Regions from separate parts of the Hordeum vulgare genome. Here region 2 is linked to region 1. A link is a contact called in public Hi-C data. All regions are on one chromosome and are shown on one strand. Each heading gives the region's core, a stretch centred on a gene start, on an enhancer-like site or on the middle of the called end of the contact. The rest is flanking DNA. Distances are from core to core; before and after follow the strand shown. Region 1 has its middle 12 kb from the start of LOC123445399. Region 2 has its middle 27 kb from the start of LOC123440837.

Region 1 (4,275 bases), core at 333-2,832:
AGCTCGGGTGGCGGCGGAGAGAGGGAGAAGGCGGATGTGCTAGGGCTGGGGCGTCGGTCGGCTTAAATAGCCGGCCCCGACTCCAGAGAGGCAGTACGCGACGTTCACACCGCGCCGACGGTCGGGGGCCCCGTCGGACCGTCGGGTTTCCCGGCGATTCCGCATGGGGCCAAGCTGTTAGTTCGACATGCCCGGGAGCGCCTGGGCTCTGCCATATCCGCCCCATATTTGGGCTGAAAATGGAGGTGTCGGTAAGCCCGGGTGTTTACGGTCGGCTTGAGAGGTCCGTTTGGGTCAAATTGTTGTGACCGTGCATGGGCGTTTGAAGAGGGTTTGAGGGGTCCGGTTGTAGATGCTCTAAGAGCAACTCCAACGCACCGACCCATTTCGTCCACGCGCGTCCGTTTGGATCGTGCGGACAGAAAAATAGTCCCAACATGCCGACTCAAATGGACATGCGTCCACCTTTTGTCCGCGTGCCGACCCATTCCGGACCCATTTTAGCCTGATTTGCATTGACGCGGACACAAGAAGGACGCGCGCGCCGCACACTAACTACTCCCCTTGGCCCGCCAATCGGTGGCAAAGCCTTCACCGTTTCCCTCCACTTTCCCAAAACCCTCCCGCCCCCATGCTCTCCCGGCCGCTCGCCATGCATGACGACCTCGATGCCGCCGCCGGCCTTACCTCCCTCGCCTCGTCCGGCATCACAACCGCCCCCTCCCATAAAGGCAAGCCTCGCGCCCCCCGCAAGACAGCCACCGCGTCCAAGAAGAAGAAGGAGGTGACGCCCGAGGAGCGGGCCAGGGAGCGGCGAAGAGAAATGGCGGAGACACGCGACGGATGCAAGGGACGAAGCAGCGGCCGCCGCGGCCAGAGCCGTCGTCGCACAGCGGGAGGATACCGCTACATGCGTCGCGACGGCAACGAGGGTGACGCTATTGTACCTAGGGTGGAGATCATGAAGGTGGATCTCAACACCGTGTCGTCAAGGAAGAGGTCGTGGTTTGAAAAGATGCAGACCGAGATGCTCAACTTCGACGCCGAGTGATCTATGACGGCGAACGCCATCCTTTTTTGTATGTCGGCAAGTATGCTAGCATGGCCACAGCCGCTATGGCATGGTCGATCTCCAGTCCCTTTTTTGTGTGCTGCCATGTGTGTCGACCGCTGACAAATGTGTTAGTATGAACTGTATGATGTTTTTTGAAGCTGGCATGGTATCGACATGAACTTTAAGCGATGGCAATGGACACGGACTTGATCTATGGCCGCAAACCTTCTCAAATATATGCATAGATGTTGGACGCATTGCCGGCCCAAATACTAAACAGGGCAGACGTCAACCGGACGATCCATACAAACAAACAAAAAAAAAAAGGATAAAATCACCTTTTATTTGGATGCACGCGTTGGAGTTGCCGGGACCTGATCGAGCCCGAGCGTGCGTGCGTGCTTTCGTCCTCCCTCTCCCTCGCTCCTAAGTCTTGACCGGTGGCGTCACATCACATCACATCACACACCTTTCCGCCTTCCACGAGATCAGAAGGAGAACAGAAGCGCCCAAGACGACACGCACGCTGTTTTCTTCTCAGCCAACCAAAAAAAGATTCATCAGCACCGGCAGCAGTCCACCAGCACAGCTCCTAGGACGTACGTGGGCGATGCGACCGAACGGGCCAAGAGGAAATCTTGGCACGGCCTACCTGGAAAGGGGCGCCGAGTACGTGGCCGTCGGTTGGAGAACTCGGAGGACGCACGCACGAAGCGGACGAGACCTCAACCACCGCGCACCGGGGGAGGACAAACAAGCTCCATGGAGAAGAGCCGGCGACTTTCGGAGTAGCTTGCAAGGAAACCAACCAACCTGACGAAGGCAAACATGATACTGATAAGATATGTAACATGGGATAAAGAATTGTGTCATGAGCCGCCCCCTTTCGGTTGAGACGTATGATTAGTGTGCAAGTGTATGATCACGAATGTTCAACTCATATTAATTGTTGAAGACAGCCAACTCGCTATCTAGTGGTACCTTGGCTACCGAAGCCTTTGCTTCCCACGATAATTGGTGCGAAGCAGGCCAGCGGTTTGGTGTAGATACGTGCGTGCATGTATGTGTAACTAGTTGGATGCCCGTGCGTCGCCACGGGAATATGATAATATGATGTGAAAAGATTATTCGATAATGGTTATTTTTTTATAGGAAATATAAAATAGTGATTAAATAAATTTTCAACTAAAGAATATGTGTCAACTCATGGTTTCAACTCCTACACGAGAAATTGTTTCTCTCTCCCTCTTCATTCGTCTCATGCAATCATTCTCTCTCTCCCTTCACAATTTTTCTCAACATCATGTGAGAGCACTCTTTTAAATCTTGTGCTTTTATATGTTATGCTCCCTCCGTTTCATATTAGTTATGGTTGATTTAGTATAATGTTGTCCTAAATTAGCGGCAATTAATATAGAATGTTGAATGTTTTTTATTGATTCAAAATATTCTTTCAATTTCCTTTTTATGACAATTAGTTAGTTGAAAGGAGACTTAAGCAATACCTATATCCTTGAAATGACTTGGGAGGAGCTCGCGAGGAGCATCTTCCGCTCAAGCACTTCTCTGTGATGTATCAGCTTGATTTCAAGAATGTCCTCTTCGCCCCCAAGAGGGACCATTTGACCTCCTTGAGAGCGGAAAGGAGCTTAACAAATCAAGATCTACAGGCTCCGTGTCTTCATCATGGACAAAATACAAACCAGAAATCTAGAGCCAAGATGTATGCAATAGTTAGTTTAAGTTGTTTCAACCCAAAAGCATATGATTTGATCACCTCCAAATTTCAATATTACCATGAACCTAAGACATGCTTTCTGTTTTTGTATGGTTGCAGATCAAAACTTCACGCATGACATGAGATCGAGAACGATGTGATGAGTTAGGACTAACATGAACATTAAGTAGGACAACCAACATGCCCGGTTAACAGAAAACTATGACAACACACTACCAGCACACTGAATATCTAAACTTGTGTGCATTATGTAGGTTCTCAACACCGGATAGCGAAAAGGAACATGGTGACATTTGATTGAAATTTTTCTTCTGTTATGTATGTCCAATGTCTCATGCTCTTCCAGTTCATTTTCTCCTATCAAGCACCTCCTTGCCAATCTATGAAAAAAATAGCAACTTCCACGTAGATGGGCCTTGGATCAACGACCCAACAAGAGCAGGCAACACCATTATCAAAGTACTCGTCAAGCTCGATATGAATTGACGACCACCTTGACTGATGGTGGCATGTTGTAGGAATACATGACATGCTCTAGCTCACCAGATGCTGGCTCACTGCAGAAGTAGTTCTGCGCACATCAAGACTTTAAACACAAGGATAAATAACTTAAAAAAAGTAAAAGAAGAAGCAACATATATAGAAGTGTAAAAAAGCCATAAGTGGGAACAGGATTGTGCAATAGCTCTCATGGATGTACATAACACGGTTGCTACCAAAATAAAGTAGTATATGTGACAATTTGATTGTCACACATGTTTACATGCTCATAATATACCCTTAAAGTAAACTAAAAATTGAGAGGTTCCATTAATAAAATTTTAAAACACCACATCTATACAGATACATAGCTCTGAAAGAGCACAATCAAATCACGAGAAAAATAAGGAATTGTTATTGTGACCGGGATTAAAATATCACACATTATTAAGAAAAATAATATGCTCAATGTGTAGGCAACATGGTACTAATGTATAACGCACTTGTCATGCGCACAGAAGGTGCCATTTGTAAATGAAGTAATAATTATTGGAAATACACATACACATGTCTTGCACAAGCTGAGATGCATATGGAATCATGCATCAAACCTGCACGTACAAAATACATCTATATTTACTGAAGGTTGAAAATCTACAATCAGCAAAGAAAGGAGCGTGCATTTTTTTGAACTCCTATGTATAGCTAAGAACACACCGAATGAAAGTAGTACATCCTGATGTAGCATAAATGTTGCTCAGGCTTGACTAATAAAAAGGAAAACAAGACAAGCATTTAAAAAAGTGTAACATTTCGATATCACTACAGTTCATGCGCCCCGTCTTGAACTTTGCTGCACAAGTTAGACCAGAGCCTGAGCACTCATAAAACCAAAGCCTTTTTTAGCTCCTTGGCATAATATATCTGCACGTTGTCATGTAGTGGTATGTGTGAACATAATAGGAAGCATCAGGAGGATATTATGATAATTTAGAACAACATA
Region 2 (4,099 bases), core at 641-3,140, 180 kb after region 1:
TTGAAAGACACGACGACTTAGAGATATGGAAAGCCATGGTTTGTAACGTGACTAGGACTTTGTATATATATATATATATATATATATATATAAAGGCGAGTCTCTAGGGCAGAGAGGTTAAGTTAGAATCCATCGAGAGTTAGGTCAGACGAGTTACACCCTTCTTGTAATCGAATCCACCATCAATATAAACAAAGCATGACTTAGGCTTTTACCTCCACCGGAGGGGCCGAACCTGTGTAAATATGAGTCTCGCTTCCGCTCACCCCCATTGAGTCGTCATCAAGGTGCAATTGCTCCATCACTAAGTCCTTTTACGAGGACATCTGCCGTGACAAAACCACGACACTTGGCGTAGTGGTTGGAGCGCGGGTCCTCCACCTAGGTGACCCAGGTTCGATACCTGGAACCTACATTTTTTTTCGTCACGCATTTTCGTTTTATTATTTCCATTTGTTTTTTATCTTCCTTAAATTAATTCAGAATTTGCAAATTTCCAATTAAAAAACTTTTGAGTTTTGAGCAAAAATATTCATGAAATCATAAAATGTAATGGGATTTCAAAAAAATGTTTAGGCAATGATAAAACGTTCACGGATTTAAAAAATACTGATGAGATCATAAAATGTTTGGGAATTCAAAAAGAAGGTTAGGGAAATCATAAAATGTTCATGGACTAAAAAAATGTTGATGATTTAAAAAAACTGTCTTGATATTGTAAAAGAATTCACAATTTCATATTTTCAAAAAATATATTCAGCAAATATAAAACAGTCATTATTTTAAAATGATCATGTATTCAAAACAAATCCTTGAATTCGAAGAAAATGTGGAAGAAATTTTAAAAAATGTCCACGGAAACTATAAAAATGTGAAAATCTGCATTTTACAACAGATTTAATCTTACCATGGCGGTCTCCTCTCCATAAACTGTAGGTGTCATCCTCAGGTTAGAGCGCGGCGACCATGAGGCATACATATATGATGAACACGGACCATATTACAAAAATCCTTGTCCGAAGCAGTTTACTCTATAGCGATGCCCCTGTACATGTTGTGCTAAAGTATAATGAAAAACACATCATCTTAAAATTGATTGTTAGCAATGATAAAAAGTATAATGGACAATATGAACATCATTAACGATTATGATGAATAGAAAAATAACAACAAAATTAAATGGATCGTTAGGAGCGTGCAACATTTTGTTTTTCCCTGTTACAATGCACAGACACATTTCCTAGTATATTAAAAGGAATTTGCAGACGAATCTGGCCCAGCGCCCCAGCCCAGCTGAAGTCAGACTTGCATCCATTTTCACTCCGCCGAAAGACCTAACACTCCACTCCCACCTCCCTTCCGCCGCCACCACCCACCACCACTCCGCAGCCGGCGACCATGGCGGCAAAGGAGGCCGCGGCAGAAGCAGCAACGCCTCTCCTCCCTGGCCTCCTAGACGATATCGTCCTCTGGGATATCCTCGTCCGCCTCGACCCCAAGTCCCTCCTCCGCTGCCGCGCCGTCCGCCGCGACTGGCGCTGCGCCACCTCCACCCGCCGCTTCCTCCTCGCCCACCACGCTCGCCAGCCTGCCCTCACCGTATTCTCTGCAGCCTCGTGCAATAGCAGTACCAGCCACCATGACATCACCGCCTTCGACCACCGGGCCGCTGCCGCCGCCCAGCTCCACACCGTCGCCCGGCTTGACAAACCATTCAGTCTGGAGGCCTCCTGCGACGGCCTTCTTGTCCTCACCATGTTTGACTACACGGATGACTCTAGCACCTTCTCCGTCTGCAACCCGGCCACGCATCAGCATGCTCCCCTCCCCCAGCTGCTGGACTTCAGGATCTTGGGGATGTACCCACATGGGCCTACTGGCGAGTACCGGCTGTTACTGAAACGGGGTTACCAAACTGGCTTCTATGTGTTTGTGTTAGGCTCCGACCAGCCACCCAGGTACATCGGCTGCCCGGGAACCAAATTGGCATTATCGGGTATACCTGTCCGGGTGCGTGATAGCCTACATTGGTACCCAGTGTATTGTCCCACTGAAAGTGAGTATGAGACCGAAAGCAGACTGATAATAGTATTTGACCCCATAGCTGAGTCGTTTCGGGAGATGCGTGCTCCAGTTATTTCCACCACCTCATATATCTTTGATATGGATGACATGCTTGGCATCTATGGCTGTAACAAGGCCACGGGAATTGTTGATATATGGGTGTTGCAGTACTATGAGAGTGAGGTCTGGGATTTAAAGTACCGGGTTGAATTGCCGATCGCGGAGATCAAGGAGAAGCATGAAGACCCTTACGGTCAGGGCTATTGGTACGTGATCGTTGCTTTGGATGATGGTGATGTGATCTTGCTGGTCAATTTTGGTCATTGGATGTTTTACGTTGACACTGATGGTGAACTGGTTGCTACCTTTGACGAAGTATTTGCTTATAGACATCAGCTCAAACAAACTCTTGTTCTGCATGATTTCTTTACGGCATTAGAAAGTTATGTTGTGGACGCTTCACCTTTCATCTGACGGCTGTTGAGTGACGTGGTCCTTCTTAACGGCCTAGTCCCCATGAGCTGCAATGTCTATGTGTTGGATCGGCTATGAGCCTGCTGATTTCTTCTTTTTGTGTTGATGTATAAAATGCTATGATCGGAAGTGACTGTTATGTGGTTTCATGAATGAAATGTATGCTTGTTTCGACACCCTTTTACAATGATGTTTCTACTGCTTGTGTTGATGCTAAAATGTTATGTTTCTACTGCTATTGATCTAGTGGTCTTCTCAGTACATGGCAATCTTTATGGCTCATTCACTATTTCTTGAACTGAAGAATTGATTTTACGTCTGGATCCAGTGGTCTTCTGAACAGAATGAGATTTTAGGTTAGGTTCCAATGTCTTATTCTGTCCATTTGCCCAATAGCCAATAATTCAGAGAAACGATGGAGATGGTTAGGTAGGTCTTATGGAAACTAAGCTAACCACTATAGCAAGATTTGGAATTGGTTGTAGTAGTAGTATTCTAGAAAAGACTGGTACCACAAGCTGAAAATCAATGAACATCTTACTACATTTTTCTGTTGCACGGTTTGCAATTATTATCTCTTATTATTTCAGTTCAGCTGTTAACCACTTTGGATGAAGGATTCATGCAATGTTTATAGCACAATTGGTCTTAATAACTTCAGCTGTGCTTTGCATACCAAACGTTTTACTTGAGCCAACCATAAATGCCCCCTAAAATTTTATGCCATCTGGAACTGTCCTGATGTGGGGGGCATGTGCGGGTCGCTGCAGGACACGCACAGAGGCGCCTGCCTGCCTTCGATGAGGTCACCTTGCTGCATGGATGGAAACCTATGCTATCTATCTCAATTATTCGGTTATCTTCTTGCTGATCTGATTGCCTAATCCAGAATAATATATCGAGCTTAATTATATGTGTACTTGTATAGCTTTTCCTGTCTGCAACCTACTCTTTGAACACGTCTAAGTTGAATGTGAAAGTTGCCTGTCAGACTTGTTCTGCGCCAGTGCGCCTGATTGAGAGTGACGTTGTTTGCGAGTAGCTGTTTGTCTGATTAGATGTGTGTTCCTACTTCACCTCTTGGTTACAGCATTGATATATATCTTCAGGTAAGGAAAATATGCTCAACCTACTTGAAGCTTGTGTTTGTGAACCAAACTGTACTCTGGGTGCACTTGGTCATGCACCTTGGTTTTGCAATTTGTTCTTTGTTGGATTTCGGCGTTACTGCAGAAAAATCAGCTAGATGGGTATGGGGATCCAGATGATTACATGCTATTTTTGCTATGAAACAAAATAGTTTAGGACTCAATCTCTAGAGCTCAAAATGTTCTTGTAATGCAACAACAGTAAGCTTATCGATTATGTTGCCTGTGGGTTTTGCTTGTGCAGATGACAGTAGTTGAAAGCAACGGTAAGCATGCATGGAGCAGAATTCTGGTTCTGTGATTGAACCTTTGAACATACACCGTGCCGCGTGTTCCCTGTGGGTCTTGCTACCTTTGCAAGCGGAAAGGTGTGAGTACTCTCGGGTGTACTAAACCCGAGTATGGAAAAGGTG

Evidence for each region. A called contact is a pair of places that touch in the nucleus more often than the background predicts.
Region 2: a contact with region 1 is called in a Hi-C map of seedling, with 4 times the contacts expected there. The contact joins two enhancer-like sites. A contact is called at or near these places in 2 of 6 Hi-C or Micro-C datasets (leaf and seedling).

Annotation. Positions count from the first base shown.
Region 1 is chr3H:587,619,844-587,624,118 of MorexV3_pseudomolecules_assembly, forward strand. No RefSeq gene overlaps it. Among protein-coding and RNA genes, the nearest start is that of LOC123445399, 12 kb to the left of the region's middle. Within about 2 kb of position 1,583, at least 3 of the 3 cell types and tissues checked have open chromatin away from gene starts, as enhancers often do. A contact at or near this core is called in seedling, where this site is marked.
Region 2 is chr3H:587,796,216-587,800,314 of MorexV3_pseudomolecules_assembly, forward strand. No RefSeq gene overlaps it. Among protein-coding and RNA genes, the nearest start is that of LOC123440837, 27 kb to the right of the region's middle. Within about 2 kb of position 1,891, at least 1 of the 3 cell types and tissues checked has open chromatin away from gene starts, as enhancers often do. A contact at or near this core is called in seedling, where this site is marked.